Linked DNA regions of Sus scrofa: region 1 is linked to region 2. Evidence: chromatin contacts called from public HiChIP or PLAC-seq data. All regions are on one chromosome and are shown on one strand. The core of a region is the stretch at or near the end of the contact, and the rest is flanking DNA. Distances in the headings are between cores, read along the strand shown. Region 1 holds the start of ZNF410 (zinc finger protein 410). Region 2 holds the start of DNAL1 (dynein light chain 1, axonemal).

The links. HiChIP or PLAC-seq counts read pairs in DNA pulled down with a chosen protein or histone mark.
Region 1: an H3K27ac HiChIP or PLAC-seq map of alveolar macrophages shows a contact between it and region 2. The contact joins the promoter of ZNF410 here to the promoter of DNAL1 in region 2. A contact is called at or near these places in 1 of 5 promoter capture datasets (fetal liver), 1 of 47 Hi-C or Micro-C datasets (heart right ventricle) and 1 of 2 datasets of contacts at active chromatin or transcription factors (alveolar macrophages).

The regions. Positions count from the first base shown.
Region 1 is chr7:97,195,090-97,201,344 of Sscrofa11.1, forward strand. ZNF410 (zinc finger protein 410) reads left to right here and starts at 2,885. Exons shown (of 13, transcript XR_002346015.1): 1 at 2,885-2,998. It overlaps PTGR2 (prostaglandin reductase 2), which reads left to right. Exons shown (of 10, transcript XM_003128657.4): 10 at 62-504. The coding sequence ends at 138.
Region 2 is chr7:96,994,653-97,001,382 of Sscrofa11.1, forward strand. It overlaps DNAL1 (dynein light chain 1, axonemal), which reads left to right and starts at 4,874. Exons shown (of 8, transcript XM_001926259.5): 1 at 4,874-5,003. The coding sequence starts at 5,001.

The DNA.
Region 1 (6,255 bases), core at 1,635-4,134, 200 kb after region 2:
AATGGTAAAGATGTATAATGACACTTATGTTTTCAGATAACCTAGTTTTTTTCCTTTCCAGCTGCATTCCAGTCCATGATGACAGGTGGTAACATCGGAAAGCAGATAGTTTGCATCTCAAAAGAAACCTCTTTGTAATCTCTACAGATATCTTTGTAAAGGAAATACAGATTTATTTCCATTTGCACAAAGAAGATTGTTCAAGATACATTAAAAAATCTTAAGAGTACAGATAACTTTTGATTTAAATGTGACCATAGGTGGTATTTTCTTAGTTGCACATCATAATTCTTTCCTGTATCCTCAATATTATATGTGTACTCTACATCCAGTTATTTGTAATTGAATTCATTGTGATCTACTTTTTTTCTTTTGCTAAAATATGATATTTCTATCATATTCTGAAATCACTAGAGATTTGGTATGTTTAATAGATCATATGAAATAGATTTTTTTAATTAATGGCTTTTATTTAAATAAAATGCTTGAGAAAGCACATAGTGACCTGGAAATGCTTTGCGTAATTCTTCAACTGAAACTTGATGTAAGGGTAGAATTGGGATAGTCTTTCCATACTGTATGTGAGAAAGGCTTAATGGCAGAGTATGTGTGTGTAGGGGCCTGGAGGAATCCAGAGCTTATGGAGCACTTTTTGGGATAAGAGAGCAAAGGCTTTGTGTTGGGAGTAGTATGGGAAGTTAAGTAACTAAGGTTAGTTAGGTTGATGGAGGGTCTAGATTTACTGTAGAAGATGACCTACTTGTGTTTTGCTAATTAATTCACTATATTGCCTAAAAATTCATATATATATGGAACTCCAATTCACATATATACTGATAAAAGCATATGTTTATTTTTGGTTAGCAGGCACATGCTATCAAATAGTTACAAAGATTTCCAGGACTGGAGTTCCTGTCATGGCTCAGTGATTAACAAACCCGACTAGTCTCCACGAGGATGAAGGTTAGATCCCTGGCCTCACTCAGTGGGTTAAGGATCCAGCATTCCGTGAGCTGTGGTGTAGGTCGCAAGACATGGCTCATATCTCACATTGCTGTTGCTGTGGCTGTGGCATAGACCCCTAGTCTGGGAACCTCCATATGCCAAGAGTGTGGCCCTAAAACACAAAAGACAAAAAAAAAAAAAAAGAAGATTTTGAGGACAAATAGATATAGACATCACGTTGAGTTTTAAGTGATGAAAAAGATTTAAAGGACAAATACCCCAGAAAATGACAGGACTGACAGCAAATTAACAATAGTTGTAAACATGAATGTTAAAGATCTACTAATGTACTTCTAAATAAGAGGTTTGTTTTATTAATTGTCATCAACCTTTTAATATGGTAAAATTGAGGCTATTTTCCTGAATGTTGTGCTGGTTTTTTTAAGGATCCAGCAACTCAGGATCCTTAACCCACTGATCAAGGCCAGGCATTGAACCTGCATCTTCGTGGATACTAGTCGGATTTGTTAACTGCTGAGCCACAAGCCACGACAGGAACTCCCTGTTGTGCTGGTCTACGGTCAGCTATTTACAAACTGCAATATACTTCTGTGTAGATTCGAACCATGTTAGTAATCAGTCACTCCAGTTAACCTCAGTGGCCTTCACGTCTTTGTTTTATATACTTTTCCTGGACCATTTCATCCCTAGAGAGGGCTTCATCTCTTGTCTGTATGTTGATAACTCCCAATTTTATATCTTTCTTCTTCTTTTTTTTAAGGGCCGCACCTACAACATACGGCCGGTGGCATATGGAGGTTCTCAGGCCAGGGGTCCAATCAGAGCTGTAACCGCCAGCCTACACCAGAGCCACAGCAATGCAGGATCTGAGCCATGTCTTTGACCTACACTGCAGCTCACAGCAACACCAGATCCTGAACTCACTGAGCAAGGCTAGGGATTGAACCCCCATCCTCATGGATGCTAATCAGGTTCATTAACCATTGAGCTACATAGGGAGCTCTCCAACTTCTTATCTTATTTCTGACCTCTTGAGCTAGGGACCTTTACCTCCAAGTAAATATCCTATAGGCCCCTAGGATAGATAAACTCTACTTATCTAAAGAGGAATTATCTTCCCTTGAAACGTGTTGCTTCTTTGTTTATAAATCACCATCTGTTTGTGTACTCAAACTACCTCTCTAGTTTCTTTAGCCTTTATCCTTGAAAGTAGGTATCTATCCTTCTTAGAGACGCCTTTAATTCCCACTGCCACTATCCTCGTTGAGTCCCTCCCTCATCCTTTGGCACACAGCAAGTACTCAAAAAAGTAACTTCACAAAGTCAAATACATAAAGCTCTAACAAGTTGTAGCACCCAGCCTGAAACTCAAGTGTTCTAGCCTCCGTCTGGATATCCGAGAACTCGTTACATCCTAATGTACTGAGAGAACCCAGACTCTGGGGAATTCACATTGCAGAAAAAAGTTATACACGTAAGTCTCAATTCTTCTTGCGAGCAGTATGCAATGCAAAACTAGATTCTGCAAGTTCCCTTCTCCAGCAGTGAAGCTTGGAGGTCCTCTTCACTGAGAACTTTGATAAATATTTAAGTGGTGATCTTTTCCTTCTTGCTTGCCTCCGATGGAACTTGTACTGATCTCAGCTGACAGGAAAAACTACCCCGTCCGCTGCAGCAGGGAAGCAGTGACGTCACGGCTAGACTTTAACGATCCGTTTTTTTCGGGCTTCGCAGACCAAGGAGCTCCAAAGGCCGAGAGGGAATGAGTGGGAGGCGGGAGACCCAGTTCCTTCCCTCCCAGAACCAAGTCCTGCGCTACCAGCTTGGCCCTCTCAGGCCAGCGGCCCTCGGGCTAGAACCCCTGGCCAGGCGGCCATCACCGGACTCGGAGGCGAGCGAGTGGGCGTGTGCGTGGGGGGCGGCCAAACTTCCTGTCCCGCGGTCGAGCTGCTTCCGGCGGGAGCCGGAAGACGCTGTGTGTGGACGGAATTCGAGACCGAGTGACGGACGGACGGCTGCCCGGGACAGGAAGGTGAGCTCTAGGGTGGGCCCGACCGCACCCGCTTGGCTGGACGGTTCTCGAGAGGGAGCGCGCCAGTGCCGGCTCCTCGGGAGCTCGGGCCGAGTTCGACCCCGGAGGGGTTTGGGAATCCGCCCCCAGGGGCACCCACCTGGATCTGGCGCTACCGGGAGCGGCCGGTCTGAAGCCCCACAGCTTCAGCTCTTCCTCTCGCGGGTTTTTGGGGCCTACATTTTGGCTCCTTTGCCTGGTTTTGGGGATGGGGGGAACAACACAAACCCGGATAGCTCGAGTCAGCGAGTGGCCGGGGCCGGGGCCGGGGCGGGGGCTCCCGGACAGCCCCCTAAGCGGGGCCTGCCCACGGACCTTAGGCCCCTTCACTAGGCCATTTGTAATAGGTGAATGAGGATGCCAGGGGGACTCTGCCCTGGACGTTTCAGTCCAGATGCACCCTCTTTCTTATGTCCACTTGCTTTCTGTGTCTGGAAGAAGGAAGGCTGCCAATTCCAAGGGGCTGGGCCGCTGGTTTCTTCTTCGCCTGTCATTTCAGGGCAAGGGTGTGGACTGTGAGTGTTTACAGCCTGTATTCATTTAGCAGGTAGAATTTATCCTCTGAAGTTTTTTTCATGGGAAAGAATTCTACTAGTTTATTAAAGTTTATCCCACTTCCGCACGAGGCTCTGAAACGCATTTAGGAACAATTTGAAAGTAAAATATTATTAACTTGGAACTTAAGAATTTTCGCTTTTCTCTCACTTTGGGGACAAGGGTCCGTGCAACATATATTTGCTAAGAGAATAAAAGAAACATTTTGAAATAAAGCCAAAGGCATTTTGTTATTGTTAAGGAGTGAGAAATTCTACTTTGTGTTATCTTTATGTGGAACAAAGTCAACTAACTTGCAGTCAAAGGATTTAGGTTCTAGTTTTTCAAGTTTTGCATCTAAGTGGATGTCTAATTTTTGGCAAGTTACTTAGTCGCTAACTTTGCGCCTTTTTTTCCCCCTCTGTAAATGAAGGGGCCTACCTATTCATTCAGGAGATATTTCCTGAATGCTTAGTTTGTACAAAGCATCTTGCTAAGTTAATGGGAGAAGGATGAATAAATTCTTTGAACCTTAACCATTGAAAAAAAATATTCAGGTAGATAACTAATACCCAAGGCAAAATGAAATAATTGCTAAAGAGAAGTTAAACTATGTGCTGTGAGAACATAGAGGGAAGGAAGTTTTGTTCTGACTGGGGGAAAGGGATCAGTCTTCATGGAGGATGGCATTTGAGTTGGATTTTATTTTATTTTTATTATTTTTTATTATTATTATTATTTTTGTCTTTTTGCCTTTTCTAGGGCCGCTTCCCCCGGCATATGGAGGTTCCCAGGCTAGGAGTCTAATCAGAGCTGCAGCTGCTGGCCCACCCCACAGCCACAGCAGTGCGGGATCTGAGCCGCATCTGCAACCTACACCACAGCTCATGGCAACCTTCCTTGGATAAGGTGATCCTTAACCCACTGAGCAAGGCCAGGGATCAAACCCACAACCTCATGGTTCCTAGTCGGATTCGTTAACCACTGCGCCACGATGGGAACTCCTCGAGTTGGATTTTAAAGCCTGGAAAGGATTTCAAAAGCTCATAACTGGATTGGAGAATTTTATTACTGGAGGGTCTTATTACTGAAGAACTACTATTGAGCACTGAAATAGGTTGGAATGTTCATTTAGTAGCCAATCCATTGTGTACCTGGAGTAAAGGTTCATTGAGAAATATAGTGGATGCCACAACTGGAACAGTATTTGGGGGCTTGTCGTTGAATATTTCAAATGCCATGCTTAGAGACTTGACTTGTTATTCCAAGGCACTTAACTTTGAGTAAGGGGAGTGACATAAGCATTCCTGTGTTTTGGAAAGATTATTCGAGTGTCTGCAAAAAAAGATGGATTGGAAAGAGGGATTTTATGGGCAAGATGGCCAGTTAGAAGCCTTTTTTTTTTTTTTTTTTTTTTGTATTTTTTGCTATTTTCTTGGGCCGCTCCCGCAGCATATGGAGGTTCCCAGGCTAGGGGTCTAATCAGAGCTGTAGCCACCGGCCTATACCACAGCCACAGCAACGCCAGATCCGAGCCTCGTCTGCGACCTACACCACAGCTCACGGCAACGCCAGATCCTTAACCCACTGAGCAAGGGCAGGGATCGAACCCGCAACCTCATGGTTCCTAGTCGGATTCTTTAACCACTGAGCCACAACGGGAACTCCGAAGCCTTTTTTTAATGGTATAGTTGAAAGATAATGAAAAACCTAAGCAGAGCATTATGGTAGGAATACATTTGGGGGAATCAGAACCACTGGTTATTTAAATATGGTGGATGAGAGAGATTGTTCAATCCCTGAAATTTGCAGCTGAGTGGGAGGAAAATTAGGGAGTAATTGAAATGGATAAGACAGGAAGAAGAACAGGTTTAGTGGGCAAGATGACAGTCTAGATTTTGGACTTTTTACATGTAAGATGGATATCCACATGGCAATATGTAGCAATAAGTTAAAAATGAAAATTCAGAGTTCAGAAGGGAAGTCAGGAGTAGAGATAAAATTTTGGACATCATTTTCAGTGTCATTCATTCATTATACAATTTCTTATTCCGCGCCTACTAGCTACTTACAGGGAAGCTTGTATAAAAGCCATTTAAGCTCATAGTAAAGACAGTCTTAGAGCTTCATAGTATCAGAGTGACTCGTGAAAACCTAAATTACTTAGAAATTACGTGCAGAACTTTGCCAGGTAATAGGTGATAGGTTCTGGGTGTAGGGAGATATAGTAGTGAACAGATTAGTTCCTGCCCTTGTTTATGGAGCTTAAAATTTAGGGAGTGGCCAGACAAAAAGTAAATACTATATAAAAACAAATAAAAGAATTAGAAATTGTGGTAAGTGACAGTAGGGATAGAAAATAAAGGTGGGTGTTGGGGAACTTTCCTTGGATAAGGTGATCAGGGCAAGTCTTTCTACCTGAGTTGATAGTTATTCAGAGCCCTGAAGAATGAAAAAGAGCTAAACAATGGAAGAGAAAGTATTCCTAGGTAGTAGGAAATGACACATGCAGATCCCTAACATAGGAAAGAGCTTAATGTGTTCAAGGAGCTAAGGGAGGTTCTTCTGTCTGGAGCTTACTGAGCAAGTAAGGGAAAACAATTCTGGAGTGTTTTTGGAGAGGCAGGAATGGATCACATAGGTTCTTACAGGCCAGGATAAGGCGTTTGGATTTTTTTCTAGAT
Region 2 (6,730 bases), core at 3,624-6,123:
ACCTACACAACAGCTCATGGCAATGCCGGATCATTAACTCACTGAGCAAGGCCAGGGATTGAACCCGCAACCTCAAGGTTCCTAGTCAGATTTGTTAACCACTGAGCCACGATGGGAACTCCAGAAAGCAGAGTTTTGTTTAAACTTTCTCATTATCATTTCTTGAAAAAAAAAATGGCAAGAATATTGGATACAAATTTTATCTATCAGTGGTATCTGTTCAAGCCCTAAAATGACTGAAGTCACACCATATTGATCACTTTTTTGCACTGCCTTCATGTTAAGATAGGATGACCTTTTGTTGTTGTCTGATATACTCTAATACCTTGGAGACTTTCACCATGATGAGAAAACTGTTGTGTTGCTTATTTCATAGATCAGAGAACAGTCTGTTTATAGTATAAATGAGGAAACCAAGGCCTAAAGTGTTTTAACCAAATCACACAGCTAGGTGATGCTAAAATCAGGGTGCAAAGTCTTTGAGCTCTCTAAACTCTGACCTTTATAAATACAGGCTGAGTGAGCAAATCAATGAGAGAAATTGGTTTTTAAAAGCCCAGACTGGCTTGTCCCCTACTCTCACCTTCAGGATCCTTAGGAACAATTAAGAGCCTTTTAAATGAGAGATTTAACGTTTTTGTAGCTGGGGAGTAGAGAGTGGGATTTTTTGGAAATAGCCTATAAGACCCTAGAAAATTTCCATACTGGGGATTAAGTTAAAGAAACAAAATAAACAGAAATTCTCAGGGTTTTTTTGGCCACTCCCACACCATGTGAAAGTTCTCCTGGCCAGGGATTGAACCCATGGTACAGCAGCAACCCGAGGCACTGCAGTGACAAGGCTGGATCCTTAACCTACTGCAACACAAGGGAGCTCCAGGATCTTTTTTTTTTTAATGAGATATTATACTTTCACAAAGCCTGTAGAACTATTTACTTAAATTTTCCAGGACTTAGACTTCGAACCAAAACACTTTCCACTTCTTGGAAGCTAATTTTCATAATTTTTTCCATTTCCTAGTGATTTCCTCATGGAGGGAAAAATATAAAAACTTTTATATGTTTACAACTTCAGCATAGCCTGTTTGTCTATTTCACCCACAACAATAAACCCATTTGACCAAAACGGGTATTTCTTCTCAAAGCAGATAGGCAAATGTTTAAAAAACAAAAAAGATAAATTATACAACTAGAATTTGGTTTAGAAAATGTTAGCTGAGTATCATAGTCCATTAAATGTTCTGTCATATAATCCAGGATTAAACTACTCTCCTGTAGAGATAGTCCTTTTCCTGGTTTAACTTTGACATGTTTCATGATGAAGGGTTAAGTGAATCTTGAGTGAGTCTCCTGTCTTGTCAAGGTTTTGCTACTCTGGCTTTGCCATATTTTGGCTATGAAGATCTACCTCCAATCATAAAAGACTTAAATTTAGATTACTTTGAGGAAACAGCTACATTTGTGCAAAGTCACTCAAAGGTAAGTGGAATGGTAGAGAGAAATGTATTTAAAATGGACTCATTTGGCAAATGAAAACCACAGTGTGTTAGCACCTCATACCTGTTGGAAAGGCTGTCATCAAATAGATAAGAAGGAGTTTCCGCCGTGGCTCAGTGGGTTAAGAATTCAGCTGCAGCAGCTTGGGTCACTGTTGGTAGGAATGTAAATTGGTACAACCACTATGGAAAACAGTATTAAGTTTCCTCAAAAAACTAAAAAAAAAAAAAACCAAAAAACAAACAAACAAACAAAAAACTACCATATTATCCACCAATCCCACTCCTGGGTGTCTAGGCCGAGAAAACCATAATTTGAAAAGATATATGCACCCCAGTGTTCATTGCAGCACTATTTACAGCAGTCAAGACATGGAAACAACCTAGGTATCTATTGACAGCAGAATGGATAAAGAAGATGCAGTGCATATATACAATGGAGTATTACTCAGCTATATAAAAGAGCGAAATGATAACATTTGCAGCAACAAGGATGGACCTAGAGATTATCGTACTAAGTGAAGTAAGTCAGACCTAGGAAGACAAACATCATATGATATCACTTATATGTAGAATCTAAAAAAAGCATACAAATGAATTTATGCAGAACAGAAGCAGATGCATAGATTTTGAAAACAAACTTATGGTTACCAAAGGGGACAGATAGGTAAAGGGGTGGATTGAGGGTTTGGGACTGCCATATGCACACTGTGGTATATAGAATGTCTAGCCAATGGGGAACTGCTGTATAGCACAGGGAACTCTACCCTATACTCTGTGATGGTCTATATGCAAAGGAATCTGAAAAAGAATGGATGTGTGTGTATGTATAACTGAATCACTTTGTTGTACAGCAGAAATTATCAAAACACTGTAAATCAACTATACTTAAAACTTAAAAAAAAGTGAGCAAACATAGCAAAACAGAAACAGAATCATAGATACAGAGAACAAGCAGGTGTTTTCCAAGGGGGAGAGGGAGGAGGAGAAATAGGTGAGGAAGATTAAGGAGTGAAAACTTCTAGTTGTAAGATAAATGAATCACAGGTGTGAAGTGTACATTGTGGGGAATATAGTCATAATTATATAGTATCTTTTTAAAAATTATATAATTATATAATATCTTTGTATGATGTATAAAAGAATCCTGGAGATATAGGATTTAGTCTTACCAATTTTCAAATCAGTTTTTTTTGTCTTTTGTCTTTTTAGGGCCGCACCAGCAGCATATGGAGATTCCCAGGCTAGGAGCTTAATGGGAGCTACAGCTGCCAGCCTACACCAGAACCACAGCAATGCCAGATCTGAACCTTGTCTGCAACTTACACCACAGTTCACAGTAACACCGGATCCTTCACCCACTGAGTGAGGCCAGGGATCGAACCTGAAACCTCATGGCTCCTAGTGGGATTCATTTCTGCTGCACCACGAAGGGAACTATTTGTCTTCTTTTTGTTCAATCTCCAGGTCAAAGGTCCAAACATGGGAGCGACTGGTTCTGGCAAAAAGTCAGAGTGGGTGTTTCTGTGGCAAGGTTTCTCCCAAATACAGCTGCAGTTGTGAGCATCAGTGACTGCATCTCTAACACAACTACTGCCCGTACATGTGGTAGATTAATCCTGTCAGGACTGCCTTTTAACCTAGACAAAATCTCTGTCACTGATTCAGGAGTATATGATGTTAAAGAAACAATGGAAGACCCCTTGGATCCAGCCTATCGGGAAAGGTGTATGCCCTTTGAAAACGCCAGTGCCCATTTCCTTTTTATCATGAGCAAGGATGGCAGGCCTTGGAAGGGCTCTGCTTATGGTGATGTAGCATCTCACAGAGCACAGGAAGATAAATTAGGTTAAGGATCTGGTGTTGTCACTGCAGTGGCTTGGGTCACTGCTGTGGTGCAGATTCAGTCCCTGACCTGGGAACTTCCACATACCTCAGGCAAAACCAAAAAAGAAAACAGACAAGCAAAATAATCATTGTATTAGTTGGCTCGTGTTGCAAGTCATAAAAATACCACAGACTGGGTGCTTAGCAGAAGTTTGTTCTCACAGTTCTAGAGGCTAGAAATGCAAGATCAAGGAACAGATAGGCTTGGTTTTTGGTGAGGCCTCTGTTCTTGGCTTACAGATGACCACCTTCCCACTGTGTCCTCCCACGGCCTTTTCTTTTTGCATACCATTCCCAGTGTCTTTTCCTGTTCCTATAAGGACAGTAGTCCTTATTGGATTAGAGCCCCAGACTTATGGTCTCATTTAACCTTAATTTTGAGGGGACACAATTCAGTCCATAACAGCCATTAAACACTCATGATATCCTTTCAGTTACGTATATATGGTGTGCTATGTGTAATTTTTAAGAGGATGATACCATTTTGTTTGGTAACTTGCATTTTAATACATCATGACTATCTTTGCATGTGAATAGATGCATTCCAGCAACAGTTAATTTTTATTTATTTTGTATTTTTTTCTCCCTTTTTTGCCACACAGGCAGCATATGGGAATTCCTGGGCCAGGGATTGAACCTAGGCCTCACAGCGGCAACCAGAGCCACAGTGGAGAGAACACAGGAGCCTCAACCAGCTAGGCCATCAGAGAACTCCCTCGGCAACATTTTAAATGGAAGTATTTATTTCACTTTTTGGATGCTTAATAATACCTCTTCTCTTTTGTTGACATTGGGTTTTCTTTCTGCTATTAAAACTCTGAATGTATATCTCTGTGCATTTGTCTGATTATTTCTTCAGGATGAAGTCCCAGAAGTGGAACTGCAGGGTCATAGAAGTGCAAAAGTTTTTAAAGCTTTTAAAACATTATTGCCAACAGCCTCGGGAAAGGCTTATCAATTACAAACAGCAGTGTATGTATGTGTCCCCCCTTCTCCATACCCCTAGCAACTCTGGGTATTTTTACGATTTTTGGCTAATTTGATAGTTGGGGGTAAAAAAAGGAAACCTTGGTTATGTAAAACCAACATTTCATGCTTTCGGCCGCCTTAAGGGGTTGGGGGAAGCTAACTGAAGAAATTCAGCCGCGTCCAGGTATTCTCAGTCAGACGGCCAAGTGAATGACAGCAAGGAGTCAAGAAACGGGAAGGGCAATCTGCAAGGGCAATGGATTTTTAAAGTTCCTTCATGGGAGGGGCAATTGTTACTGGGAGGTTTTAAAGTTTTAAAATGTAGGCAGGTACGTCACTCTAGATTAGCTGAAATTACTTTCACAACAGAAAAAGCCATCTCTTGACCTCTCTACGAAGTTAAGCTGCCGAGCCCTCCTGACGTCACCAGTAGCTGCCCTGCAGTCTCTGGGAAGCAGGCAGCCGTGGAGCGGGAGGACCCAGGCGAAGGTCGCGCAGTCCCACAATGCCCCGCTCGCGCCACCCTGAGGGCGGAGAGAAAAGATCGCTGCCGGGGTAGAGATCCGCGGCGAGCTCCGAGAAGTGCGCGTGCGCACTGACCCCGGCGGGGCCCTAGCAACCAGAGCAGTGACAGTAGCAACCGCCGGAATGGTGAGTACCCTCCAGGCCTCGTAGCCAAAGCCGAGAGAAGATTGGAAATGAAAAAGGGAAACGGCGGAGAGTGGATGGTGGGGATGATCCTCGAACAGTGGAAGGGAGCCGGATGCTAGCTCGGTGGATTCAGAGGCCTGAGGGAAAAGAGAAGCCGTGGCACCGGGTGGTCTGGGGTGAAGGACGGCCTGGGTCGGGTTGGAGGTTGGTTTAATGTGGAGAGACTCTGGCAGAGAAAGGGGAGGGCACAGAGCAGAAAATTCTCGAAAAAGAGCGCTCTAGAGTGGGAAAGGCGATGGAGGGCAGAGTGTGAATAAGGATATCTTTTTACAGAGAAGTAAAGTCCCCCTGGTGAGATGGGGTGTGTGTGTGTTGGTTACCAGAGGAATATGTGTAACACTGAGTGCCGTATTTGTAACCTGTGATGTGCTCAGGTTGCCTTCTGAATGCCTGTCAGTTCAGTTATTAGTGACATTGTAAAACCCTCTCTAGATAGAGTATATTAGGGTAGTGTTTCTCAAATTTCAGTATGCATAGGTATGACTTTGGCCTAAATCGGAGTGCAGATTATGAATTTTTTATATAATGGGGTTCAGGAATATGCATTTCAAGTGAATCTAAAATCGAAGGGCGCCCCACAACACTTTGAGAAATACTGCTGTCTTGGTCATGAAATCTATCAGCAATCTATCCAATCAAAGCTCTTAATGAATTAATGATTTTACCTAGTGATGCTCCTCAACTCTTACAGTGAGCACTGTCATGCTTACATACTTGGTAGTTCTAACTAGTAGTTTAAAAAGGAATGTTGTTGATTGGTTACAGACCCCGCCAAAGCTGTTTAGCAAAGTATGTGATTTTCCTGCCTGTTGAGATGTTTGTAAAAATAAGTTTAACTAGTTTTCTTCTTTTCGTGATTCCATTACTATGTAAGTGGACAGACATTGAAACGATGAGGAAACCATGCCTGCCCTCAACCATGAGATTAAATGCTACTCTTTAAAAAAGTTTTCCCCTCTGCTTTCCTTACTTTATTCCACAGATGTTTAGCTGAAAACCAAGGAAAGTAAAAAATTCTGGAATCTAGATTTATATTCAGGTAAAGGAATAACCAGCCCTAAATAATTCTGGAAGGATGAACTCTGAGAATTATCAAATAAAGAATCAAAACTAGTAATTAGAGAGAGCAAACTTCCAGTTCGGGGTCCCTCTAGAAATACATAAATACAGTCCCACAAATGTTTTTAATTTTAAAAAATTAGCTTCCAATGTCATGAAATGATATTTTACATCATAACATAGATTTCTGACTTCTTTGAAAAATCAGAAATTGGACACTTTTTTCATAGTTTTGTATTATGAAATATGATGGTGTGATATAATTGACTGCATCTTTTTTTTCTTTTTTTTTTTTTGTCTTTTTGCTATTTCTTTGGGCCGCTCCCATGGCATATGGAGGTTCCCAGGCTAGGGGTCGAATCAGAACTGTAGCCCCCAGCCTAAGCCAGAGCCACAGCAACGAAAGATCCGAGCCAGGTCTGCGACCTACACCACAGCTCACGGCAATGCCAGATCCTTAACCCACTGAGTAAGGGCAGGGACCGAACCCGCCACCTCATGGTTCCTAGTCGGATTCATTAACCACTGCGCCACGACGGGAACTCCAGCATCTTTTTTTAATGGTACATAAGTGTATTACTTTCCATGAATGAAGTTTTCTTATTTGA